Regions from separate parts of the Gossypium arboreum genome. Here region 2 is linked to region 1. Evidence: chromatin contacts called from public Hi-C data. All regions are on one chromosome and are shown on one strand. The core of a region is the stretch at or near the end of the contact, and the rest is flanking DNA. Distances in the headings are between cores, read along the strand shown.

The links. Hi-C and Micro-C count contacts between places; a contact is called where the count stands out from the background.
Region 2: a contact with region 1 is called in a Hi-C map of leaf, with 2.8 times the contacts expected there. The contact joins the enhancer-like site here to the promoter of LOC108476127 in region 1. A contact is called at or near these places in 2 of 5 Hi-C or Micro-C datasets (both in leaf).

Annotation. Positions count from the first base shown.
Region 1 is chr2:30,028,043-30,035,727 of ASM2569848v2, forward strand. It overlaps LOC108476127 (protein ROOT HAIR DEFECTIVE 3-like), which reads right to left and starts at 3,186. Exons shown (of 23, transcript XM_017778232.2): 1 at 3,043-3,186; 2 at 2,267-2,416; 3 at 1,790-1,813; 4 at 1,602-1,704; 5 at 705-775; 6 at 539-602; 7 at 390-455; 8 at 142-189; 9 at 1-30. The coding sequence starts at 2,316.
Region 2 is chr2:30,285,328-30,293,012 of ASM2569848v2, forward strand. It overlaps the pseudogene LOC108466235. Among protein-coding and RNA genes, the nearest start is that of LOC108460576, 15 kb to the right of the region's middle. Within about 2 kb of position 5,069, at least 2 of the 2 cell types and tissues checked have an H3K27ac peak or open chromatin away from gene starts, as enhancers often do. A contact at or near this core is called in leaf, where this site is marked.

The DNA.
Region 1 (7,685 bases), core at 1,936-4,435:
TGCCTGCGGCTTATGAACTGAGTCCCATATCTGCAATTCCAAGAAAAATGGGTCAGAAGGGAACATTACTAAAGTTAATTAGAAATGTAAGACGCATAAGCTCTTAGAAATGTAAGAAGCATAAGCTCCATGTATCTGTACCTTCTGAATATCTTCTCTCAGAACAGGTTCTAAATTTTCCAGAGGTGTCTGTAAAAAAGGAACAGTTAAGAAACCATAAACTTCATTGACATCAAAAAATCCTTAGACATGATAACAATATAAAGCTTAGATACTGTAAAAAAATTTATGGAAAAACTAAAAAGGTGAAAAAAAGAATTAGCCCTCGGGCACAACTTGCTCCATAAAAGAAAGGTACCCAACTTGCTCCATAAAAGAAAGGTACCCACCCTAGTTTTGTCACGGATGACAAACATCAAAGTTGTTTTGCGAGGGCTAAACAATCGCATCATGACCTGCAACCAAATAAAACAAGATAAGAAAAGAACCGCTTGAAAGTCAGGGCACTGCTACGGAAGGGCAGTGAGACTGTGAATACCTGGAATACAGTCTTCAGAAGAGGCTTGTTTGCAGCTTGCTCACGACCAATATCATGACACCACCTAAATGAAAAATTGTTCAAGAAAACCACTTGCACATACTACTGATTGCAATTAACTAATGTACAAAACAATGTCAAACACCATATAAGTGCCAAACCTTACATGTTTATGAGTACTATATCTGAAACCGCCAATGCAAAAAGTGCACTTTGTTTCTCAAATGCTGTGTCATCCTGGAATGCAGCAAAGAAATGAAGAAAATATATAAATAATAATGTAAGCTCTCTCCTTTCCCATTTTTCATTAAACACGTGAAGATCAGATAAAAATAAACAAAGCAAATATAAACACAGATTATTCACTCCATATTCTGCTATTATAATCGGAATTCCATCTCTTAATATGATTCAGCTTAATCCATAACTCTTAAAACCCAGAGTACGTTACAAAATTTTATTCTTTAATCGTTACAAAATTTTATTCTTTAATCATGATCATTCTGATTTCTTGAGCTTTCCCTAATCTACGATTATGTCCCGGAAAATTATGCGATTAAATAAATATCACCTATGGTAGAATTTTTATTAAAGAAAAACATAAAATCCAGAATTGAAAACTTCAATCACCATAAAAAAATATTTCAATATTACAACCATTTTCTAGATGGGTGAGGCTCCCTCCATACCACTTTAATCACCATTAATAAGTATTAATTTCTCGATTCATGGGCGAGTCTTACACAAGTAAAAGGTGTTGATAAGCATACTGAAAAGTAATGAAGGGAAGCCTAAGCAGGCACTTAGAGAAATAACTACTTGATTAATAAATCAAAATGTGTATCCATAAATATTCTTATTTTCCTTTTCCTTTGGAGGCATGGAAGGAGGGATATCGTGAATCCTATGCTTTGCAAAAACAAGCAAAAAGGATCTTATATTAACAAGGTAAAGTGAAGGCAAAAAACAAAGCAAGCAAAAGTAGTTGATGATATATAAAATAATGTAGTTTCAATTTTTGGACAACATATGGAAATGATAGAATGCAAGCTAGCAACAGCACCTCCCCTCGTTCTCTTCCATCAGTACCCTCCAAATCCATTACTAGAGTGCAAGGCTCTATACCAGCACATTTTGCCATCCAAATACCTTTAGTGGTTTGAGACCTGAGAAAAAGCACATTCCATTAGTTCTTTCTGCCAATGGAAACAAATCCAATGTGTTACTACTTATTAGAAAAACGTAAGTTACCTTCCCTTAAATGCATCCATTTCCCTGAAATTGGTGCAAAACAAATGATTTAACAGTGTGCTTTTACCTGTTGAGATCATGGAAAACAAAATAAAACTTTAAATGGAACAATCAGAACTTACACAGCTACCATGATAAAACACCAAAACTAAAATCTTCCATGGCATGTGTTAGAATTTAAAAAAAAAAAATTATGCAAGAAAGATACATACAAAACTAAATACAGAAGTTTCCAATAATACCATATGGAACAAGTTCGTATCAAAGTGAAATATGAAAAATATGCCTTTGTGCAAAGCTGCAGTGACCAAACTCCAAGTTTATCATACTCTCACATGCAACCCAAGTATTTCTAATTAAGTATCATTAAAGAAAATGAGAACAAATAAGCAGCTCAGTATGACCTAGGAATAGGCACCTAAGGACCAAGAAAAGGACAAGTATAAAGCAAGATGTCATTAAGATAACAAAGCATACCGCTGCTCTGAGGTCCCATGATAGCAACCACAGCATATGACAACCCACATTCAGCAAGCTTAATTTCCTTGATAAGGCGGTCAGTTCCAACATCATTGAACAATCCATCTCCATCAATAAGTTGAATTGAATGACATTCCTCAGTCGTGGCTGTGAAGCGAAATGTCCGTATTATGTTTAAGTAAAGAGAATGAAGGTTCCATCAGCAACGTTAAGATTAAAATATCCATATCAATTGATCAAGGAAAATTTAAGAATATCTCAACTAAAAACAGTTAGTATATTCAGTAATTCAGACAGATAAATTTGGCAACTTTAATATCTACGGAGCTGATAAGCAAAATCGGATTTTCTCTTTTTCTTTTTTAGTTTTCTTCAGTTTCCTCAGCAACCAAACATGCAGTATACATAAAATCTATCTATAGACCCGATCCAAACAGAAAAATTAACTTCAGACTACAATACTTTAAAGAAACTCTTAAAAAACCTAAAAACCAAGTTTAAATATAAATTTTAACATAAAAGAGATCGCATCGCTCATTAACTAATAGTAAAAGAACAAAATTATTAAGGCGGCGCTGATGCTAAAACGCTCTGGTTCAGTTACATCATAGAAATTAAACAAGAAACAGAAAAATTTTAACTAAACAAAGGAAGAAACGGATCACTTAAAACAGCTATAAACAGAGAGAAAATAATAAGGCAAAACAGAAATGGGAAAAGAAAAGAATAAGATGAGACGATGCGATGCGATGCGATGCGATGCGAGAACGTACCCATTGAATCTTGTTTGAAATTGATAGCTCAGAAACTGAGGAGATCGATGTCAATGAAAGACAGAGAAAGAGGAGAAAAATAGAGAGAGGCTTTGAAACTCGTCTTTAGTTTACTGCTTTTTTCTTTTCTTTAAAAGTGGGCTGGACTGGGTAATCAAAGCCCGCAAAGTAAATAAGTTTAATTTTATCTTTAGTCCCTAAACCTGTTAGATTTCTCAAATTTAGTCCTTTCTTTTTAATTTCAAGAATTTGATAACTACTTATAATTTGAAAATTAGATTCTAATGGTATTATTTCATTTCTATTAATTTGAGTAGCAGAATTTTAATGTTCAAAAGTATGGTTTGAAAAATTAAATCTCAATTGTAATAATGTATTTAAATTTAACATAATTCAATTAGCAATGGGATAGGTAGTAAAATTTGAAAAGTAAAAGAGAAAAATTAGACCCACTTCGATAATAATTTTTTCCTTTTTATTAAATTTTAAAATTTCTTAATTTCTTAATAGATTTAAAAAAAAAATCAATACAAATTGAACTCAATGCATGCATCCTCAAATAAGTCTCCATACACCTCCAAACAAGGTGCAAAGATGGAAGCATCTGATTAGTTGTCCAAGACAAAAGGGAAAAGTTTTGGTAGGGAATTGTGTTTGGTTGGGGGCTCAGCTGCACGATCACCGATTCTAGCAGTGCCCATCAGCCGCACATCCCTTTTTTTCCAAAAAGTGGGCAGTGTGTGATCGGTTGCTTTAACAGTCACTGCGCACGCACTCTAATAACCCAATGTTTCATTGCGGCATGGGTCCAGATGGAACCCACCAGAAACCAAATTTAAAATGAAAAAATGGGTATGGTTATATAAGACAATTAAAAAAAATTAAACTCGGTACCCAAAGAATATTAAATCTTTTAATTTAATCACTCATCAATTGTGAGTTTTTAAAGAATTAATAAAATTATTGAAAGACATAAATATTTTTTATAATAAATTTTGTTGTTTAATTGAGTTGGTCTTATTTAATAATAGTAGAAATAAAGTGAAAATGAGATTGATTTTGTAAGGAAAAAAAACATATTATTAATTATGGTAATTAATATATTTATAATTGTTGTTGCGATAACTTTTCTGATTCATAAAATTTATTTTAAAATTATATATTTACTTATTTGTACACAAATTATAATAAAAATAAGAATTGTAATAATTTATAATAATTATATAAAAATTGAGATATTAAAGGAATTAAACTTGTTATAATAAATAAATTTTATAACAAGATCAATTAAGTAAAATGTGTTTCTATATAATCTTACATTCCTTCAACTAAACATCCAAATTTTATATTCCAACCAAATTAACTAAATAATATAATCTCGTATTCCACCCATAATCTTACATTTCCATAATATTATCACACAACATAATCTAATATTTCACAAAACAAATGTACCCTAGTAAATAAATTTGAGATGAAAATTAATTGTGCAAACATTTTATTATTATTTTTACAAACATTTATTTTAAAGAAATGTCACATCTGAATTATGTAATTTTAGCACCTCTTCTAAATACGCATTTAATTTATGTATTGTTTGATGAATTAAAAATTAAATGTGTTGAAATTAAATTATAAAATTTGTTTCATAAGTAAGTATTTATTAGAAGTATATTTTTGATAATGAAAATCTTGAATTACAAAAATTTTTATTTACATTTTATCATTATTTTTATATTTTTTATTATACTTGCAACATCCATTACCCGACTCAATCACTAGGTCAAAGTATCGAGATGTCATATTCGATGCTGAAGCAACTACGATCACTCCAAATCAATTTAATTTTTTTTCAAGTTGTTAAGCTTAAAATACAATTAAATATGATTTAGACACTTATTTGAGCTTAAAACGAGCTTACGAAAGTTCCCAAGGTTATCAAAGGTCATTTAGGGACCAAATTGCAAAGTCCAAACTTTCAGTGCTCGTTGCGACTTCATGGATTCCATGTTGCGACCTCACTCACTGACTTGAGCTCGTCGCGACTTCATAAGGCCCGACATCACAACCTCAATCCTGCCACCTTAAATCTTAAGAATTTTTTTTCTTCCTTGCATTAATGGCAACATTTATATGGTATATACCAACCAAATTCAGCCTTGATAACATTCAAACATGCCCAATAAACCATTCAAATATGCCAATTTGAACCTTAAATATCACCTAATTGTACTCAATTCCAAATCATACCAAACCAATTTACAAGATTTACAAAATGAATCAAAAGCACCAAAGCTTTCATTAAAATCAACCAAAACATGTCCAACATATCCCTAAGTATATGCCAAAGACTAAAGTCCAAAAAATTTAAATTCATGCTCTCTTCAAGGCTTGATTTTGTAATGAGATGAGTTAGAGATGATCTTCACCCTAAAGCTTCAAAATGATCTTCACCTACGTTGTAACGATTCAGTTTCCAATGATGTCGAAAAATGCAGTTTTGGGACCCCATCTTCATAAACCGAGTTAGTAAATATTAAAAATGTAACACCCCTTACCCGTACCCGAGGCCGGGATAAGGTACGAGGCGTTACTGGACAAACATAAAAACATTAAACTAAAATATGGGCCATAAAATTTCATTCATATTTCAAAACGTTCATTCACTTACACATAGTCCCTTATTTGAGTCTACGGAGCCCAAAACATACTTTAGAAAAGGTTCGGGACTAAATCGAGAACTTACAAAAATCTTGGAAATTTCATGCTTTAAGGCTCCACACGCCCGTGTCCCAAAGTCATGTTCCATACACGGCTGAGACACATGGTCGTGTCTCTGCCTGTGTGGAATATACCTAGGCTATTTTCCAAGCTTTAGTCAACCTTAATCTTTTACACACTTATACAAAATCAAAAGCATATAACATGGTATTCATTTATGATTAAATATTCTCAATTAAACCACAAACATAGCATTTGTATGTCATCATACATGTGTATCTCATGCTCATTTTACCTTGTTTATTATAGTACCACTTATATATTTATACCAAGATTATTATCTTACCAAATATCTTCAACTTAATCATCAAGCATTCATATTTAAAACTAGATCATATCTTTATAAAATATCACAATTCAGATGCGCAGAATAACATGTTGCCTGAAACATTTCAATTCAACTCCATACCCAACAAGCATTACATTGAGACTAGTCATATATATATATATATATATACATGTCATGATACATATCATTCTCTTTCTGTTTTCTTATAAACACATATCATTTGTTTCATTATATCAATATTTCATATACCATAGTTTCCATGTATTCCACATATATTTATTTTCCTCCTCCTCCTCTCCATTCCACATCCTTAATGTATATAGCATTCTTGTAAGTACGATTTCACAATTTACTAATAAATGCTCACATCAAACTGTCCACACGAGTCATAGTCACTTACTTATTTATAATTCGAGCTACAGAGCTCCAAATTAAGATCCGTAAATTTTCCTGAAACTAGACTCACATATCTTTCCACAATAAAATTTTCATAATTTTTGGTTTAGCCAATTAGTACAGTTTATTCATTAAAATTTCTCATGTTTCACATTCTCACAGCTTCGACCTCTCTTCACTAAAAATTAATCATCTCACAAAGATGTAACTCTCGGATAATGTTATTGTTGATTTATCTTAAAATAGACTCATTATGGATTTTAAAATATAAGTTTAAGCCTCTAATTATTTTTATCCAAATTTTTGTGATTTTCCAAAGTCAGAACAGGGGATCACGTAATCATTCTGAACTAGTCTCACAAAAACATAAATATCTCAAAATATAGAACTCATTTTCTTTCTCTGTTTACTTTATATGAAAATAGACTCATTAAGCTTTAATTTGATATCTCATTCAGTCTCTGATTCAATTACTACTATTTTTGGTGATTTTTAAAAATCACGTCATCGCATCTTCCAAAACAGCTTTTATTGCTAATTCACTCTTTCACACTTTCTTTGTATTAACCTCATTTTAACATACATATCACAAATCATTTTCACCATATTTCATACATCACAAGTAGGCCCATGATCACAAGGTCACCATAAAATCATCCTCATGTATAACTTACTTGTTTATAACCTTACCACATCCTGGTCACTTAATGAACACATCATTCACATAACCAAGTTCCTGCACTTATTCATCACAAAACTCACAAAGCAATACATAGATAGTCTCCCGTTGAACACTTCGGATCAATCCTCGATACTTGGTGGTTTCAGCACATAGCTCTACCCATCATATAGTTCGGCTCTTTTGTACACATGGTGAACACTCAGTACCACCCATGTGACCTAGCCAATTTATCTCGTAGCACTCTTGTCTACATGGTGTCCTTCACCTGGAACCACGCATGCGACCTAGCTACATATATCCCGTAGCTCTCTTGTCTACATGGTGTACACATAGTATCACCCATGCGACCTAGCTACATCATAATGTCTTGTAGCTCTCTTGTACACGTGATGTGCACTCAGCACCGTACATGTGACCTAGCTACATACTATATGTATCATCCAATCTTTCCGAAAGTTCAACCGGATTTCTCTCTTTTCCAACAATTTCACCAAT
Region 2 (7,685 bases), core at 3,819-6,318, 260 kb after region 1:
TTGACAGCAAAGGCTATATCGGGCCTAGTTATCACTACATACTGCAATGCCCCAACGATACTCCGATAGAGATGAGCATCATCAACAGGATTCCCTTCATGAGCAGACAGCTGACACGTTGGTACCATGGGCGTTGGTAAACTATTTGACTTATCCATACCTGCCCGTTGTAGGAGGTCGAGAACATATTTCCTTTAGTTAAGAAACACTCCAGCAGAGGTATACTAGAAAATAATTTAGTTGGTCAAGGTCTTTCAATGAGAACTGAGCATCAAGTCTTCGAACAAAGCCGTCTATGGTTTGAGAGTTGTTCCCAGTAACGATTATGTCATCGACATATATTAGCACATACAGCAGTTGTGATTCAAAGTGTTGAATAAAGAATGAACTGTCGGATTTAGAAGCAACAAAACCAGTGACCAACAGGAATTCTTTTAACTTGTGAAACCAGGCGCTAGGTGCCTGTTTGAGTCCATAAAGAGCTTTGCGCAACCGACATACCAATGGTTGACCGTTATCTCCTTATTTTTCAAAACCCGGTGGTTGTTCCATATAAATGTCCTCTTAGAGATCGCCATTGAAGAAGGCATTATTTATATCGACCTGTCTGAGAGACCAGCCCATCGAGACAGCAAGAGCTAGAACCACAAGAATGGTTGTTGGTTTCACCACTGGACTGAAGGTTTCTTGGAAGTCCACCCCAGCTTCTTAGAGATACCCTTTTTACTACCAACCGTCCTTTGTACCGAGCCACTGAACCATCGGCATTACGTTTGATTTTGAAAATCCACTTGCAACCCACTGCTCTACGACCTGGAGGTAAAGGCACAACGTCCCAAGTATGATTTGCAAGTAAGGCTTTGTATTCAGCATGCGCTGCTGCTGACCATGCAGGATGTAGAAGAGCTGCTGTAATGGAGGTAAGTTCCTCATTTTTTAGAACAGAAGTGAACACTTTAGGCTTGTAAATTCCACTTTTAGATCTCGTTTGCATCGGGTAAGTATTTTCTAGGGGTAGACGCTGTTCAGAAGATGCAGATGAGTGTGATGAGTACCCTGAATCTGGTGGTGAGTGTCTTGACTCTGGTGGTGTGAGAGAACATCAAGACCTAGACGAGTTATCAGTTTGGCTTATGCTATCATACGACACCGAAGTAATCCCTTCCTCATGAGGAGAAACAGTAGAAGGAGATGTATTACCCAACACCACTGAAAGGCGAGACTGATGCTGAAAACTTTGAACTGACTGAAAAGAGGAACCAAATGAACTATCCTGTTTGAAGGGAAAACACGCCTCGTCAAATGTGACATGTCTAGAGACATACACCCTACCACAACTAGCAATGCATCTATACCCTTTCTTATTTGACACCACTCCAAGAAACACACATTGAATGGACCGAAACTCCAGCTTATGTCGATGATAGGGCCTCAAACAGGGATAACAAGCACATCCAAGAACCCTGAGGTACGAATAGGATGGCCTAACTTGATACAACATCTCATAAGGACTTTGGTTGTGTAAAACAGGTGTTGGTAGCCTGTTAATCAAGTGTACACCATGGGAAAAAGCATAATACCAGAACTCTAGAGGTAAGCCTGCCTGAGCTAAGAGAGTTAACCCCACATCTATAATTTGCCGATGCTTCCTTTCAGCCACCCCATTATGCTCTGAGGTGTGAGGGCAAGTTACCCGGTGCTGAATACCAAGGCGAGCAAGCTCCTTTGAGAGCGATCGATACTCCCTACCGCCATCAGATTGAAAAGCTTTGATGGAGCAACCAAATTGAACACCAACCATTTGATTAAACTGAAGAAAACATTAAAAAACTTTAGCTTTGGACTTGAGAAAATAAACCCAAGTGTATCTGCTATACACATCCACAAAGGAGACATAGTAAAGAAATCCATTGGACTTAACATGTGAAGGACCCCAAACATCAGTTGTTACTAGTTCAAAAGGTGAAGAATACACTGTTCGAGAGGAGCTGAAAGGCAGCTTATGAGCTTTGCCTAATTGACAAGCTGAACAAACAGAAGTAATACTATTTTTATTGAACTGAATATTACAATCTTGTAAAGCAACTCTAAGGACACTCGAGCAAGGATGTCCAAATCTTTGATTCCACAACTCCAGGAGTGATAATTGTTGTGCTGTACACAGATTTGCTGAGACTGGCTGTGAGGATGTACCATCTGTACGAGAAGATGAGCCAGAAAAATTGAACTGATATAGACCGTTATGTATGCGGCCCACTAGGAGGGTTTTCCTTGTCTGTATATCCTTCACAAAACACAAGAAAGGATGAAATTCAAAGTAAACATCATTATCTCTTGTAAACTGCCCAACAGACATTAAACTTTTGCATACAGTTGGTACATGAAGAACAGTTCGTAGGCGCAAAAGTCTAGACCCAGCCAACATACTAGTGTTTCCAAACATTAGAAATAGGAACTGAAACACCATTCCCCATCGACACATATTTCATACCTGTATAAGGAACAACATTTGTGAGAGCAGTCACATTTGGAGTAACATGGTTTGTCACGCCAGAATCTGGATACCATACTTGGTTAGTATTATCAGCAAACAAGGTCCGTGAAGGCTGATGAGAACACGATGACAGTGGCTGATAACAAGAACTACACCCATGAGAACAAGAAGATGCGCCTTAATCTCCAACCTGATGATAGTTGACAGAAACAGTCTGACTAGAGTTAACACCAGAATAGTTTTCATCAAATCTGTGATAGCAAGTCTAGACTAAATGTCTAATTTTCCCACATAATTGGCATTGGGGCCAGGAACGAGACCAACCATGACCATTCGTACGGCCCCTAGTTCGAGACCAACCATGACCATGCCCTCCATAACTTGGTTTATATTCCTGTTGATAAGTCCCTAAAGATTCGGTATGCTTCGAACTTTCAATACCACTTTGTTTTTGATGAGACACCATATTTGCTTGCGGTGGTACCTCTGTTAAACTATCCAGTTGTCGTGTCTCACAATCAAGTAACAGTTCAGTTAAGAGATCTAGTGACATAGGAGTAGTCAAGGCTAGCATGCGAATAGATTCATATTCCATAGCGAGAACAATACTGACCTGCTCTTGCTCAGGTACAGGACTTCCAACAGCAACTAGACTGTCACTTTAGCTCTTTACTTTGGCCAAATAATCTTTTACTGAAAGATTTTCTTTCTCGATGGAATACAAAGCATGCCGCATGCTAGAGATCTTGACTGTAGATTTAGCACCAAACCGTCGCTCAATAGCTGTCCAGATTTCAAAACTTGCTTTGGCCATCGTGAGATGCATCAAGACATCATCGGTTACTGTAGAAAGAAGCCAGGAAGCCAGGAATTTGTCCTGCTTCTTATGAAGAAAAAATAAAAGATTAGAAACAACCTGTCTAAGGTCCAGGAAGAACAAAAGGCGGACTGGTAACTGTACCAAGAACAAACCCATCAACTTCATAACCCTCAAGAATCAACAATATTTGATGCTTCCACAGTAGGTAGTTGCGTTCACTGAGTTTGACTGTATCATGCTTAGAGAAATACTGAACATAAAGAAACATTGCTCTGACCTTGGGAAGGAAACACTCCTTCAGTGTTGGAAGAATGCCGCGGTGTATCACTAGGAGGAGAATCGTCAGTAGCCATGAACAAATGAAATCAAGAAGAGAACAAAAAAAAAAATTATGGCTCTTGATACCATGTCAAGATACTAACACATGGGAGTGAAAACCTCAATAAACTGACTTACTTTCATTAGTGAATCATGCAGGTATTTAATACAAGATGGAAGGATGTACTAACAAACTATTAGTAACTAGCTAACTAACTGACTGCTAACCCTTTCTCCTATCAGTGGCTCACCTGGGTTTTTGCTCAGAACACTTCTTCCCAATGTAGATTATTTTGCTGTGCACTGTAGGCAATCTGGGGAGAAAAGAATGCTAGAATGCATGAGAAAGTAAGCAGAACTGGGAAAGAAATAGCGAGCTTTACCAACAGTTATAACACAGAACTAAATGGGGTTGAAAAAAGAACCCCTAAAATTTCACAGGAAGTTAGAAAATGGAAGTACCCACCTGGTCAGTCAGTAAAAATCAATTTTGATAGAGCATACGATGGGCGACTTTGTCAATCAGCTTCGGGGATTGTGGCCAGAAATAGCGAAAAGAATGTTCTTCTAGTGTGCTCAGTGATTCATCAAGAAGTGGCCTCAGCCTTCGTTGCTGAGGCACTCATTTACCGCAAAGTAGCCCAAATAGGAATAGACATGCAATAGCCAAAGATCATTATAGAAGGCGACTTATTATCAATAATCAAAAAGTGCAAGGCAAAAATACAAGATAAATCACATGTAGGAGCATATATACATGATATTCAATAGATAACGTCTAAATCTAGAAACTTCAGGTTTGAATATATCCCAAGAACAGCAAACGGTTTAGCCCATATATTAGCAACTGAATCGTTGAAGAAGAAGGAGGAGATATACCTGTTTGAGAGCGTCCCTGGATATGCTGAAAGTCAGAAAGAATATGATAGAGTGCGAGAATCAGATTGAAACTGGATGGAAAAGAAGAGGAATAAAGGAAAGTTGGAAACGAGTAGATCAATGGTTTAGGTGATAAAAGCTTTCCTTGGAAATCTGAAACCGTCATTAAGAAGAAATGGCAGATTGATAGACAAGACGGACATCAGAATTCTCTGATTGGGCAAAATAACGATGATAATTATGAGCTTCTAGACTATTCCTAATTTATTTTCTTTTCTAATATTTCTTTTAATCTGGGCCATTTTTTAAATTTTGGGCCTTATCTTCTGTTTTGTTCTATTATTTGTTTTTGGACTTTGTGTTTTATTTTTTATTTATATTTTAATAAATCTATTATTAATTTAAAAAGATGATCACTAAAATCAATATGACAGAGAAAGTATATTTTAGGGTGTAAAATATATTGTGGTTAAGTATAAAAAATATATATATAATTAAATGCGGAAATTAGTTTGGCAATCAGTCAAATGATGTAAATGCGTTCGGGAAGCTTTTATTTTAACGACAACATAGAGAGCGACACATGACCTCCGCCACTTTGCACAAAGCGACGATACAATGACTAACCCTAGTAAATCGTAAATACGAATTACCTTATTTTCCATTAAGTAAAACTCACTGCAGCAAAATTGACTTTTAGCGGCGTTTTTTAAGGTCTTTAGCGGCGCTTTTACAAGCGCCGCAAAAAACGCCTCTATAGATGGCGCCACTAAAGTTTGCGGCGTCTATTTAAAAAAACGCCGTTAAAGATCATGATCTTTAGCGGCACTTTTTCCACAAACGCCGCTAAAGATCATGACCTTTAGCGGCGCTTTCCCTACAAACGCCGCTAAAGATCAAGACCTTTAGCGCGCTTTTCTCAAAACGCCGCTAAAAGTCATGAAATTCAAAAAAATATTACAAAATATTATAAAAATCATGAAAATATAAAAAATTTAAAATTCATTATCAAATTAAATTTTCTATTAAAATTTTAACTTTAAAACTAAATACAAAATTAATGAATTTAAATTTAAAATTTAAAATAATAAATTAATAACACAATTAAAATCCAAAAGTTAGAACTCAAGTTATCTTAAATATTAAAATAAAAATAAAAATTTAGAATCAAAACTAAAATAAATAATAAAAATTAGATTAAATATAAAGATATCAATAAAATAAGATATTATAATGAAGTTCCTTAAATGAAATAAGGACTTAATTCCCATGTGAAATATCAACATTGATTATCTAAATTGATTAACTAAGTCAAAATTGCAATTTGTGTTTTTCTTCTTTTAACTCAAATAAAAATAAAATGTTGAAACAAAACAATTAAATAAAAAATTAGAATAATTAGTTGACAGGAGATTATTATTAAGTATATGCAAATATGCAAGTAGACGATTACAAAATAGGGTGTAGAAGGACAACAACAAAATTAACATAGTTACTCACAAGATCTTCTCACTGTTGAACCAAGGTCATGTACCTTCAAAGATAACATCTTGCAACAAGGAAGTACTTTAGGTTTAGTTTTTAGGGACATGAGAAAGAAGATCAATTGGTTTGCGTAACGGAGAAAACAAAATATTCAGACTGTTTGAATACATTAGTAACAGCTCCAAGCCTCGAGGTATTTTACAATAAAGCACATACATCCTAGAAAGATCCTCCACCTACAGAGTGTAAAGAAGGCCAAGTTAATATCTAACGATACATTTGCTTGGAGCTAATAGCAAGAAGAGTAAGCATTGCTAGAAAAGAAAAAGATTGAACAATACCTTGTCATCTCTAAGCAAGGCCCTGCATCATGAATGCTCATTTTCAAGTAGCCGATTTGCATATGTGACCAACAACTCATGTTGCACTTTCTAGATAAAGAACAAACAGTAATCAATAGAATGCTCTAGGAATTATAGAACTATCTTTATAAGAACTTATTGTTAATTCTTATCACATAATTCCATGTCAATTCATACGTCAAAAACATGCAATCTCAATGCCTAGGTAGCTAGAAGGAAACATATAAAACAACAACCAGATCTTTCCACTCAAAGAGAATTCACGCAGCTTCTATTGTTACATCTAAGTGACTACTTTCATTCATCAAACACTATTCATCTGAGTGACTGTCTTTGAGCAAAGAATTAACGAATTTCACTAAGAAAAGAAAATCACCATCAAGCCAAAATTAAGCTCACGAAAAAACGGCTCTTCATTAACCTATTCCACCATTTCACTCACCTCTAACAATTTTGTCTCACCGCTTGAATGCGGTAATTAGACACCCTCTCCTTTCCTTTCTCAAGCATTCTATAGACGCAATTAACATTAAAGTAAATAAAACAATTAGAACCATCTCAATTAATCGAGTAAAAACTTAAAACCTATAAAATTAAATTAAATTTTCTATTAAAACTTTAGCTTTAAAACTAAATATAAAATTGATGAATTTAAATTTAGAATTTAAATATTATGTTTAAATAAATGGGCAATCTACCAAAGAAGAGAGAGATAATACAATTTAATAGGGTTTCTTGCCTCAAAACTTGGTTTTGATTCAATGTCCAAATCTTTTCTTCAAGACGCCAACAAAGAAACGATTTTAACTAGGAAAAGACAAAAGAGTGGAAGAAATGAATAAACACAGCTTCACAATATGCATGCAAAAAACGCTATCCCAGATTCGGTAGTTTATTGAAAGAATTTATATTAATCTTTTCTCGATAAGGGCACAAACAAACACATGCATAACGGTCTTCAATGAACTATTTTTATTCGCATCCAAAGCTTGTTTCAACCTTTCTTCACTTATTTTGTATACTAGTAAACAAATAATAATTAAAATAAAATAAGGTTATCAGCACCAACCAATTCGATGGGAACAACTCCAGTTTTCCCTCTTCACCAGATTTTGTGCAAATTTGGCCAATTCAGTCAGGATGTAATTGGTATCCTCAATTTATTAGTGATGAATATGATACAGAACTGTTTGGTCAGTTTGATAAGATTACAAAAAGAAATCATTATATAATTTTTTTTAAAAAAATCATAATATTTGTAATCTATACTATTAATATTTTTTTATTTTTTAAATATATTTTTATATAAAATCTCATAAATAATAGA